Linked DNA regions of Mus musculus: regions 1, 3 and 4 are each linked to region 2. The links are chromatin contacts, called in public HiChIP or PLAC-seq and promoter capture Hi-C maps. All regions are on one chromosome and are shown on one strand. Each heading gives the region's core, a stretch centred on a gene start, on an enhancer-like site or on the middle of the called end of the contact. The rest is flanking DNA. Distances are from core to core; before and after follow the strand shown. Region 1 holds the start of Dcakd (dephospho-CoA kinase domain containing). Region 2 holds the start of Spata32 (spermatogenesis associated 32). Region 3 overlaps Lrrc37a (titin-like). Region 4 has its middle 23 kb from the start of Gm39397.

Region 1 (2,700 bases), core at 95-2,594, 200 kb after region 2:
AAAACTAGCCAGAACACCTTGGAAGAGGGTTCACTTTCAAAACAGGACATACAGAGGGAATGGGTGGGAAACTCTCGTAAAGAAAAACCATGTATTGCAGGAAAGGGTTAAAACCACGAGCAGAAACATTACAGGACGATTTCCAAACTCAGAGGTGGGAAGAGCCTGTACTGGAACTCAACAGGATTAGTAGACTGCGTTACTGCAAATGGAATCTGAAGTAGCTGTGTGCCCATGGCCAGTGCTCCTGGGCATCGGAGCCGGGGCTGACATCTGGAGATCGTATGGAAAACCTCAACTATGGGAAGCAGTAGGGTTTATAACTTAAGACAGGTCTGGCCTCTTATTTCTGTCCCTGTCATAAATACTATTTGGTACATGGGAAAAGGCCAATTGTGCTGGGAGGAATTCAGGATACCTAATTTCTTTCATTGTAATATGACTGTCTATCTCCTCAAGGCTGAGCCTGGTATAACACCAGGTAATAGACCAGATGGAGCCATTATCCAAAAACTAAGAGTTCCAGTAATTCAGATATTGAAGAGCAGTCTCCCGAATTGGAGCTTTCACCCCCACAGGAGGTGACTGCGGTGAACGCACGCCAGCCAGATGAAAGGCTCGAGTTAAAGAGTAGCCAACTGTCTGAGATGCAGCCGACTACAGAGAAAGTGTTCTATGAAGGTCAAGCGACAGTAAACACTTAAGGAGTGTATTGACACAGTTGGAGGAACTCGCTGGGTTGGGAAGCCTTCCTCCTTGATCTGCCCCTCCGAAGCCAGCCTGTATTCCTAATTACTGTAACTTTAGGTAGTGTAGTCCTATTATTAAAACATCACATGTAAAAATATTTCACAGAGAGTTCAAAAAGAAGAAAAGGTCAGGTCCAGATCATGATGACTGGTAGTTTTGATAAACCCTTAAAAGTTTTAAGACAGGGGTGGGTGGGTATGGGGGACTTTTGGTATAGCATTGGAAATGTAAATGAGCTAAATACCTAATAAAAAATGGAAAGAAAAAAAAAAAAACGTTTTAAGACAGCCTGTGAGCGGTGGTGGCGCACGCCTTTAATCCGAACACTTGGGAGGCAGAGGCAGGCGGATTTCTGAGCCTGGTCTACAGAGTGAGTTCCAGGACAGCCAGGGCTATACAGAGAAACCCTGTCTCGAAAAATCAAAAAAAAAAAAAAAAAAAAAAAGAGAGAGAGACAGAGAAAAACTCAGCTTGGACCACCTCTAGCTCTCCAAACCTCGGCCCGGCCACGCCCACCTCATCTCCTGCACGCGGCCGGCACTCTGCCCCGCCTTCCGGTCCCGCCCCTTCCGCTGGCTGGACGCCCGGTCGGCGTGCACGCTCCCGAGTCCCGCCTGTGTGCAGCGAGCCAGCCAGTAAGCGCAGCGGAGATTGGGCTAGCGACGGAGGCTGAGGCCGAGTCGGAGACCCGGTAGGTAGCGGCGCGGGTGAAAGGAAGCCGCCAACCCCGGGAGGGGGAGGGGAGGGGCGGACCGGGTCGGGTGGCAGCGGCGAGCAGCCGCTTTGTTTCCTCGGGTGGCGCTCCGCCGGGCCGGGGTCTGCGCGCGAGACCCCCGCCGGAGCGCGGGATGCTGCGGCCGAGTTGGCGCATTGTGCGCGCCTTTTTTTTTTTCCCCCTTCTCTTTAAAGCACATATTTGTAGCTCACCTGGGGCTAACAAGCGCGTTTAATCATCATCCTGATAACAAACCTGGGAAATCAAGTGTTATTTCCCTCGATATAGCCTTGGAAAAGGATGGAAAATCTGAGTTTACGGCCAAAGTCTCTGCGCTTTAGAGCACTGTGGTCGGACTCAGTTTCGATTTTTAAATCCAACCTCTGCCTTTTGCAATCGTGTGACCTTCTGCCACCTTTAGTTTGCCCATCTGAAAAGTGGGGATGCAACCTATAGATGCTGTTTTGTATCTACCATCTGATATTCAGACCTTCCTTCCCCCCCCCCCCCCCCCATGGCTTCCTTCCCCAGGGAAGCTAGACTAGTTGATCGTCTGAAGTCTTTTAGTTTAATTTAGGTCCGTGGATGGCATGAGTCTCCCACTCATCAACTAGTAAAGGCTCTCAACGAAGGATCCAGGCCAGCCTGGCTACGTAATGCAAGACCTTTGGCCCCAGAGGAAGCAAACATAGATAGCATCTCTGGTGTTAACTTCATAGTTTTCACCACTATTATCATCACCGTGAATTACAAGCCATTGTGTTTCAATTTTAAAGATGGCGCATTTGGATGTTTTACATTTTGAGTTTTGCGTGGGGTTGTGTATGTTTTAACCCACAGCTTGGTAAACTGGGAGCTGACCCCATATGGACTCTGGGCTAACTGAGCTGCTAAAGATGCGGCAACAGTGAAACGTTTATGATGGCGCAACAACCAAAAATGAATTCAGAACCCAACACCGAGTAACTCCAAAGCTTTCCGGCCGAGTTTGTTAGAATTCCATCCTTGACCTAGCCACGGCCTCGGTTCCCTGCACCGAATGCGCAAGTGCTGTGTCTCCAGAAACGGTGATTTCCTTACAGAAAACAGAGGCTCTTGATGTTGCACCGTTCCTCAGCATCTGTTAAAAAAGCACATCTTTGGACAGTATTGGTTTAGAATATTTTATTTTGCCGGGCAGTGGTGGCGCACGCCTTTCAGCCCAGCACTTGGGAGGCAGAGGCAGAGGCAGGCGG
Region 2 (2,976 bases), core at 86-2,585:
GACGATGGGTGTTTGTAGGCTGTGATGTCGCCTCTTTTGCCTGCCTGCTTGCAGTACTCCACAACCCTGACAGCTGCTGGAGTGGATTCCTTCAAGCCTCCGTGGTTGGAGCGAGGACTGGCATCAGCCTGTCCAGAGAGCTGCTTGTCCTGCTACCTGTCATATCCAACTCAATCCCTCCACTCTGGTATGCCCATCTCCTGTAGCAGCAGGGATATCCCTGGCCAAAGTCTTGGGCTGAAAGGAGGAGGCCAAGAGGCCAGGCAGCCCAGTGGCACCAGAAGGGGAGGGGCTTGCATGACCCACTCACCTGCCTGCACCTGTCCTGAGGCCCATCGGCAAGAGGTCTTACCTGGTATTACTTTGAGCGTCTGCGTGGTGAGGTGATGACTTGCCCAGCAGGAGTTTCTTGATCACGGAGCATAGGGTGGCAGAGGACACAAGAGCACTGATATGCCTCTAGCCCCTAGAATGAGCTGACTATGATGGTACACACCTGTAATCCAGCCTTGGGCTACAAGAAGAATTTGAAGCCAGCCTAGGCTACATGGGACTTTGTCTCAGAAGGAAAAAACTACTTGGGCGGTGGGAGATGGGATGTAGCCTTGACTGTCTAGAACTCACTACGTAGAACAACCAGACTGGCCTCAAACTCACAGAAATCCTCCCACTTCTGCCTCCCCACTGCCAGAATTAAATAAGAATTTATGCTACCGTGTCCAGCTTTTGGGGGGGGGGGGGTTGTGATTAAAGCCTGCTGCAATGGAATCTAATACTAGACAACCTGAATTTAGTCCCAGGAAAGGAACAGTCACTGTGGAAGGTGACTGTTCCCAAAAGTTGTCCTCTGACCACCACACACTGGATGTGGTGTGAAAGTTTTCACACACAATAAATGTAATTGTAAAAAAACTGTAAGGTCACCCTGGAAAGCTATGCACAGGTGTGTGTACTGCACACATGCACAGCTTGGACTGAGATTCAACCATCCTTAGAGGAATCCTAGACTCCCCGCAAAAATGGAGCAGCTTTGTTGTCCAGATAAGGTTCTAAGCCCCCACCTACCCCGTCCTTACCCAAGACCGCTGTCCACATACCTGGCCTACTGTGGCGTGGCCAGCTGCCCCAAGTCTTGGTCCGGGGGGGGGGGGTGGCGGGGGAAGCTGTCTGCTCAACCTCCAAGACTCAAAAGATCCTTTCTTGTTCCCACCCACATCATTGGCATGAACCTTCAAGTTTCCTACATGCCATATCCCCTGGCCTGAACGTCACAGAAGCCGCAGCATCACAGGCGCCAGCGCCCCCATCATCTTCAGCCCCCCCTCCACCGGGCTAGCCAAAGAGCGCACTGGAGGCGGAGGGGCAGCAGCCACCAGCCCGCTCCCCGCCTCCCTGACAGAGCCTCCGGCAGCATGGGGGTGACAGGTGCGAGCAGGCGGCCGAGTGGTGGGAGGCGCCAGAATGGCGGGGCGGAGGCGGAGAAAGGGAAAGCTAACTGGTGTTGGCCTGGGGAGAGGAAAGGAAAGCTAACCCCAGCCAAGCCCTTTGGGTGCCTTTGATTACTGCAGCATTCCTCGCTGTGCAAAAGCTGGGGCTGCATGAGTGCGGGGTCTTAATGAACTTTCCAATGGGATTGCATTCGCGGGTGCACGCGTGCACGTTTGGCAGAGTGGTGGGTTTGGGATTTAATGTCTTTGCAAAGGTGGTCGCCGAATCCATCTGCGTGAGACACTGCTAAGGATCAGATAGCCAAAGCTAGTAAACCCATAACACGCTGGAGGGGGGGAGGAGGCGGGAGTCAGCCAGAAACGTGCTCAGATGGGCGGGCTTGGGGCTTCCGGAAGAGCGGTAAGGCCTTGCGTCATCACAGTGGGAAGCCAAGAGTGCGCGCGGTGCGGTGCAGTGCGGTGCGGTGCGGTGCGCGTAGTGTTTTAACGGTCATGAGATTTAAGGTCCCTTCCAAGAAAAACGTTTGGTAACAAGGTCGAGAGCACTATGGTGCAGAGACAACTCTCGTCCATCTCTGCCCTTAGCCCTTAAATACAGTGGCTAATAGCTGAAAGTCAGCATTTCCTTTTCAACCTTATCAAAGCAATAAATATCCCTGATTCAAGAGTATTGACGAGTTTATTTGCTGATTAAAAAAAAAATCAAGGGTCCCTCTATCCAGGCATACCTCAGAGCAGACGCAGGCCTTTTCTCAAAACAAAACAAAAACAAAATCCCAAGCACTAAAGAGGCAGAGGCAGGGGAATCTCTTTAAGTTCGAGGCCAGCCTGAACTATAGGGCGAATTCCAGGACAGCCAGAGCTACACAAAGAAATCCTGTCTTGAAAAAAGGTAAAAAACAAACAAACAAACAAATTCTAGGTTAAAAACTAATCAAAATGTTAAAGCCAACCATTGTGAGTTTCTCCCTCTTACAAGTTACTGGGGTTTCTCTTTTTAAAGTATCTGTGGGGTCTGGAGAGGTGGCTCAGTGGTTAAGAGCACTGACTATTCCTCAATTGAATTCCCAGCACCCACATGGTGGCTCCTAACCATGTGTGATGGGACCCAGTGATCTCTTCTGGTGTGTCTGAAGACAGCAACAATGTACTCTTAACTGTTTTTTTTTAAAGAAGTATTTGTGGGTCAGGCAGGTGGCAAGTTAAAAACACTTTCCGTGTAAGTGTGAGGACCAGAGTTCTGATCGCAGAACCCACAGAAAGGCCAACTGGGTGAGACGGGCGGGCTTGTAACCCCAGTCTCTGAATGTGGAGACAGAGCCCCAGAGCAAGGAAGAATCCTGTCTGGGAGCTCTGGATTTCACAGAGAGACCTTGCCTCTGGGAAGGAGGAGGAAGTTAGAGGCAAGGATGACTCCCAGAGTCAACCTCCAGCTTCCAGACGCCCAGCACTCACATGCACACACACGCGTGTGCAAAAATGAAAACACGTGTTTGTGACTCAGCTGTTCCTGGTGTGAACTGTGTCC
Region 3 (2,700 bases), core at 75-2,574, 240 kb before region 2:
TGTAAAGCAGACAGGGATTCTGGGAAGGAAAAACACAGTGTCTCATTAAAGGGAAAATTATTCCTGTCTCATCAGCACAGCTTAAGTTGTATCTCCCTTCCTGTAGGGTAGTTCCACCCTTTTGAGAAGTGGTCCAATTGACTTGACCCACCGGAATGTTGTCTCCAGCACCCTAGACCTGAGATCCCATCCTCTTGGCCAGCGGGAAAGGTGTTCACTTAATGGGCCCCCACTGCCACACGCCATGCATTCTCCCCTCAAGCATCTCTCATCTAACTGTGAAGCCATGATAAGCTTGTCTGAAGCAAATATCACTTGGTGGTTGAAACACATTTATTATGTGATGATATGATTATGTTATACTTCACTGTGGTCTTTATTTCTCCAATCCCATCTGTCCATGGGGGGAGGGGGGTGTCCATCTGTCTGTGTGTCCATGTTTGCATGTGTATAGTGTGTGTATCAGTGTGTGTGTGTGTGTGTGTGTGTGTGTGTGTGTGTGTGTGTGTGATATTAAAATCAAACCCAGGGCCTTGCACTGTCACCCAAACACTATACCAAAGAGCTATAAAACACAAAAATAATCCAGATTTGGCTGATGTGATCCATGTTACCATTTAACCATAAAGTATGAGTTAAAGTAGGCTGTTTGAGGCCTCACATAATTTCTAATATTCTGATGACAGGAATAGAGAAAATTTTCCATAGGTTGGAGGTTTGCTCAGACCCTTCTTCCTGTGAGTGACCAACCCAAATGAGACCTTTGAGTTCAGAAGAGACACTTCTATAGATCAGTGTCTGCTCCCGCCATCTTTGTTTTAAGCATACACACCCACCCTGACACTTGCCTGTCTATTGAGCACCTCTGTCACCCTCCATGATTATTTTCAGTATCAGCAACAATTTGTCACTGAGTCTCCAATGACCAAGCTCGCTCAGTCAGTCAACAGGTTCTCCAGCCCAGGAGTGAGGATTAAAAAGAAAAAAGATAGTTAGACAACATTGTAGCCTGACCCCAGTCAATTCTGAGACTGAAAGCAAATTTTACTTTCCCAATCTGCTTTTTATACCATTTTAATTACATGCAAGCATTAAGGGTGAGCAGTACAATAAGGAACTAGCAAGGAAGTAAGCAAAGTCTTGTGATTACTCATGCAACAGTTGTTTAAAAGAGCTTGTCATAATGACCAAAATACTTGAACCCACTTCCTTGTCCAAGCCCAATATCTTACCTGAGGCCTACTTCTTTTGTTCCACCCTAAGATTAAAATTCCTGCCTTAACCTACTATTCCCTATTATAGCCTAAAGTTAGATTCCTATTGGAAGCTTACTTCCGTGTCACGGCCAGTGCCAGATTCCTGCCAGAAGACCATTTCCTTGTCCTTGGCCAATGTCAGCACCCCAAAAGGCCCTCCACACTCCGAGACCCAGCTGCCCATGCCTCATGCCTCAAGAACTCCTTCCTCGGCGACCCTGCGGTGGCCTTGGGCTGCCTCTCCTGCACCTCAATATCCCAATTCTCTGTCGCTCCATTTGTAGGATCTTACCTAGCCGCATGGCCTGCTGCCTCTGCAAATTTAAAGCTGATATTGAGATTATCTGCAAGACAATCAAACTGCGTTGTCATACCGGATGTCTGACAAACACCACACATTGTCGTGAGTCTCTTGCCTGATAAATGATTTAATTTTGATATAAAAATTTTAACTGGTAAATATATTTTTAAATTATTTTATTTTAATTAAAATTAATCCCCTTCCTACCTCCTTTAGTCCTTCCAATCTCTCCCATATCCCCCTGACTCCCTCTCAAACTGACCCTTTCTCTTGATTATTATTGTTACATATATAGATATATAAATGCATAAATATATCATACAACCTGCTGAGTCTGTTTGGTGTTGCTTGTATGTGTATGATTCATAGCTGACCAACTTTGTCTCATCCCTGGGAGAGGTAAGTCTCCCTCTCAGCAGTCAGGGATTGCCTGTAGTGCCTTGTCTGGGAGTGAACCATGCCCCTTAACGTGTCTATTGATGCTGCTCTGGTTTGGGCTTTACCTAGGTGACCATATTTGAGATATCATGGGTGTAACTTTCCTGTCATACATAAAAGACAAAAGTCTCATGGATGACTTCCTGGTCCTCTGGCTCTTTTCATCTTTCTGCCACCACTCCCTTCTGCGATGTTCCTAAATTTTAAACTAATGATAGACTTGTTTGTTTCCATCCATTCACTCAGAATAATAACTCCCCAAACTTGTGAATTTCTCCCTTATGGAAATTGGGCTCCCAGATGTTATTTCATTACTTAAAAGCATGCCTGTTCTATGGGCCAGAGAGATGATCAGAGGCTCACGATGCCTGCCACACACACCTGGTGACTGAGACTCAACCCCTGTAACCCACAGAAAGGTGGAAGGAAAGAATAAACTGCAGAATTGCCCTCTGACCTCCACACTCAAACCATCACACACATGTACCTGTACACATCATGCATATACAGACACTATATATACAGTCTATGTGTGTATATACTATATATATATATAGTGTCTGTACATGTGAATACAGAAACACTCCATATGTAGTATGTATGTATGTATGTATTATATATGTGTATTTATATTTATATATACACATCATGCACATATAGACACTATATATAATAGTGTATGTGTGTGTGAATATAGAAACACTC
Region 4 (2,700 bases), core at 200-2,699, 230 kb before region 2:
TGTGACTACAGTCAGAGAGCCAAACAGATAGACGGTATAACAAGATGGCTGCTCTAGGCAGATAGCCAAACAGAAAGACGGTATAAAGATATATTGCACTAATACAACTCACAGGATACTCAAATTCTGTCTAACGTGGGCTCCATGGGAATTCTGGGTTATTATCCTGCATGGCAAAGTAGAAAAGGCCTTATTTCATTTGTTTTGGATTGTTTTAATTTTCAAAATGGGTGTGATGTTGAGTTTTGTGGTTATGTTATTCTTCTGGGAGAGAGGTCAAAATAAAGGATTTTCTGGTTATTGTCTCAAGGATATGCTGATTTGGGAGAAAGTTTTTGTCTTTGCGTTTTTAGAAAAGGTGATTAAGTGTCTATACACCTTTCAAAGTAATATGGGTCAGATTTGATGCAGGGAGGCCCCCTGAAGAACTAGACTCCAGAGAATCAAACAAAAAGGTTATCTTGATGATACTAAAATTTTGTTTTGGGATTTGTGTATTACAGCCTTGGTGAGTCTCATCGTCAGACATGCTCAACTGACCCGCTTGAACTCCTCATGTCTGTCAGCCAGATCCAGTCAGGACACAGACATCAGAGGGTAATACAATGGTCGGTGTGGCCTTCATAAAGCCAACCAACTCCCCCATTTTCCCTACTCACCCTTCAAAATATCTCAGCACCCATATTCAGCTTGAAGTTATAAAGAGTCGTTGACCCAGTTCCCTGGGACTTGGGGGGCTGGAGGTGCTTATTATAGGTTTGTCTTGCTAGGAAATGTAGAAATGGTCATATTTGGAACAGGGAGGGAATAGCTAGAATTGATTGTATAGCCATAATCTCACTTGGTAGAAATCTTTACAATTGTTACTAAGTTGAAGTCATAAGTTCTTATTTTGGTACAGAATTTATTTTGATGCAAAATTAAGGTTTGCATTGGTATAAATTTCTTCTATTGATACTAAAAATTTTAAAGTACAGGGCTTAGTCCCAGTTCTTCTGTTGCTGTTATTATAAACTGATCTGAGATGATTAAGCCTGTGAGTTAAGGGTCAAATAGCAAATTCATGGCTCTGAGTTTATTGTTAGAGTGTTTTCTGATATTTTAATTAGAAATTGCTGAGAGTAATTAATGGCAAGCACTATAGATTACATAGATAGTTGGTTTTCAAAAACATCAGAAGTCCACAGAATGTGACATTTAATGTTATTTATTCACTTGTTATTGAGACAAGTCCGCTCCTGACAGCTTTCCCTTTCTTGGATTCAAAGAAGAAATTGAGCATCAGTGGAGTTGCTCCAGTTGTGTTGAGACAGCCACTAGGCAAGAATTGCCTCATTTCATCTACAAACATAATACTGTCCAGAAAAAGGACACAATTTACAGGATAGGACAGCTTAGTTCTGCCAAGACAGAATAGGCTAGTCCTTAGTTTCCTGTTTTTCTAAGGCCTGTCAGATGATCCTGGACCAGAAGGCTGAAAACAGATGGATGCTCTATCTTCCTGACTTACTGGGGCTGTATAAGGAGGCAGCTGTCTCTACAGTTTGTCTCAGTTCTGGAAGCTGTGGTAGGCTTCCTATATATTTAATATAGTTAATGCTAGTCATTCTCAGATTTCTGACAGGGTTGAAAAACTACTTATAGTCTCATAGACAATCCAGGCATTTACTTTGAGAGAATAGATTTGAGAGGATGGTTTTCAGATGGCATATAATCTAAAGCCAAGACATAAGTCAAGGTAGAATCATAAGTCTTTTAATTTAGGATAGATGACAATGTTCTATCTTAGTGACATAAATGATGGACTGGGTATTAGGTCTATCTTATACTTTATAAACTACAAAGTGGTAATAGTTGTGCTTTATTTGTATTTGAGAGAAAAGTTTTGATTTTTATTAGAACAGAAAGGGGAAGTGTTGTGCTTGGGCCTGGTGCTGTTTGCATTTTGATGCTAATTCTGCTCTCCTGGGAGGGGTTGCAGACAAGGAGTGAGTCATACTCAGGAGACTTCTTATGAACCAATCCTCTGATGAATAAAGGAGCCAGTCACTTGGGTGAGTAGGCGGGACTTCCGGGTTGGACAGAGGAATTGAAGAAGGAGGGAAGAGTTAGGGCTTTTTGGTACAGGGGTAGCATAAGGGCAACATGTAGCTGCTAGTTACCTGGTATCATGGCAGATCGGTCAGGACTTACCACCTGAGGAATCAGATTTAGTAGGGCTTACAAGATAAGGTTTTAGTTGTTGCACCCAGAAATTGAGCTACCATTGTTTCTGAGCTAAGTTTGTGTGGTGATTTTCTTCTCCAGGCGATTTGATTGGAGTCCAGAGAAAAAGGTATAGGGGCGAATCATGTTAAGTCATGGGTTCGCCTGATGTGCACCACAAAGACCATGGGGGCTTTGAAGCATGAGACTGTCATGGTAACGGCCCACCAGTGGGAACCTAGTGAGCTGGGTGGAGACGTTAGGGGAGCTCCGGGCCAGAGAGTCTCCACACGAAAAAACAGGTCAGCCATTACCTTCCAGTGCATGGCCAGCCAGGCAACCCAGGGCAGAGAGTTGCCAGCACAAGTGTAGGAACGTGCCAGGTCGTTCTTTTTTAATATTTCCCGCAACAGCACCCCTCAGCCAAGAGGAGCTCAGACCTTCCCCGCCTTTAAGAACTTTTGAGTAGTAGTTATCTAGAAATCGCTACTGTTA

What was found. Promoter capture Hi-C pulls out the DNA fragments that hold promoters and counts their contacts. HiChIP or PLAC-seq counts read pairs in DNA pulled down with a chosen protein or histone mark. Capture Hi-C pulls out chosen DNA fragments and counts their contacts.
Region 1: a contact with region 2 is called in a promoter capture Hi-C map of liver. The contact joins the promoter of Dcakd here to the promoter of Spata32 in region 2. A contact is called at or near these places in 2 of 39 promoter capture datasets (embryonic stem cells and stem cell-derived epiblast-like cells), 3 of 115 datasets of contacts at active chromatin or transcription factors (bone marrow-derived macrophages, effector CD8 T cells and memory CD8 T cells) and 3 of 9 other capture datasets (adipose tissue, liver and pancreatic islet).
Region 3: a promoter capture Hi-C map of trophoblast stem cells shows a contact between it and region 2, with 4 times the contacts expected there. The contact joins the enhancer-like site here to the promoter of Spata32 in region 2. A contact is called at or near these places in 6 of 39 promoter capture datasets (embryonic stem cells, liver, pre-B cells and 2 more), 2 of 484 Hi-C or Micro-C datasets (the G1E-ER4 cell line and large pre-B cells), 1 of 115 datasets of contacts at active chromatin or transcription factors (embryonic stem cells) and 1 of 9 other capture datasets (pancreatic islet).
Region 4: an H3K4me3 HiChIP or PLAC-seq map of bone marrow-derived macrophages shows a contact between it and region 2, with 5 times the contacts expected there. The contact joins the enhancer-like site here to the promoter of Spata32 in region 2. A contact is called at or near these places in 2 of 39 promoter capture datasets (both in liver), 1 of 484 Hi-C or Micro-C datasets (the G1E-ER4 cell line), 1 of 115 datasets of contacts at active chromatin or transcription factors (bone marrow-derived macrophages) and 1 of 9 other capture datasets (liver).

The regions. Positions count from the first base shown.
Region 1 is chr11:103,015,791-103,018,490 of GRCm38.p6, reverse strand. It overlaps Dcakd (dephospho-CoA kinase domain containing), which reads left to right and starts at 1,344. Exons shown (of 5, transcript NM_026551.3): 1 at 1,344-1,441.
Region 2 is chr11:103,216,791-103,219,766 of GRCm38.p6, reverse strand. Spata32 (spermatogenesis associated 32) reads left to right here and starts at 1,335. Exons shown (of 5, transcript NM_177801.3): 1 at 1,335-1,425. The coding sequence starts at 1,413. It overlaps Gm51920 (a long non-coding RNA gene), which reads right to left. Exons shown (of 3, transcript XR_003949777.1): 3 at 2,579-2,976. It overlaps Gm34823 (a long non-coding RNA gene), which reads right to left and starts at 1,157. Exons shown (of 4, transcript XR_389061.4): 1 at 1,098-1,157; 2 at 353-514. It overlaps Map3k14 (mitogen-activated protein kinase kinase kinase 14), which reads left to right. Exons shown (of 16, transcript NM_016896.3): 16 at 1-3.
Region 3 is chr11:103,459,720-103,462,419 of GRCm38.p6, reverse strand. Lrrc37a (titin-like) reads left to right here. Exons shown (of 14, transcript XM_011249376.2): 8 at 1,541-1,659. Among named protein-coding and RNA genes, the nearest start is that of Gm39397, 40 kb to the right of the region's middle. Within about 2 kb of position 1,324, at least 3 of the 459 cell types and tissues checked have an H3K27ac peak or open chromatin away from gene starts, as enhancers often do. A contact at or near this core is called in trophoblast stem cells, where this site is marked.
Region 4 is chr11:103,443,265-103,445,964 of GRCm38.p6, reverse strand. No RefSeq gene overlaps it. Among named protein-coding and RNA genes, the nearest start is that of Gm39397, 23 kb to the right of the region's middle. Within about 2 kb of position 1,449, at least 40 of the 459 cell types and tissues checked have an H3K27ac peak or open chromatin away from gene starts, as enhancers often do. A contact at or near this core is called in the G1E-ER4 cell line and bone marrow-derived macrophages, where this site is marked.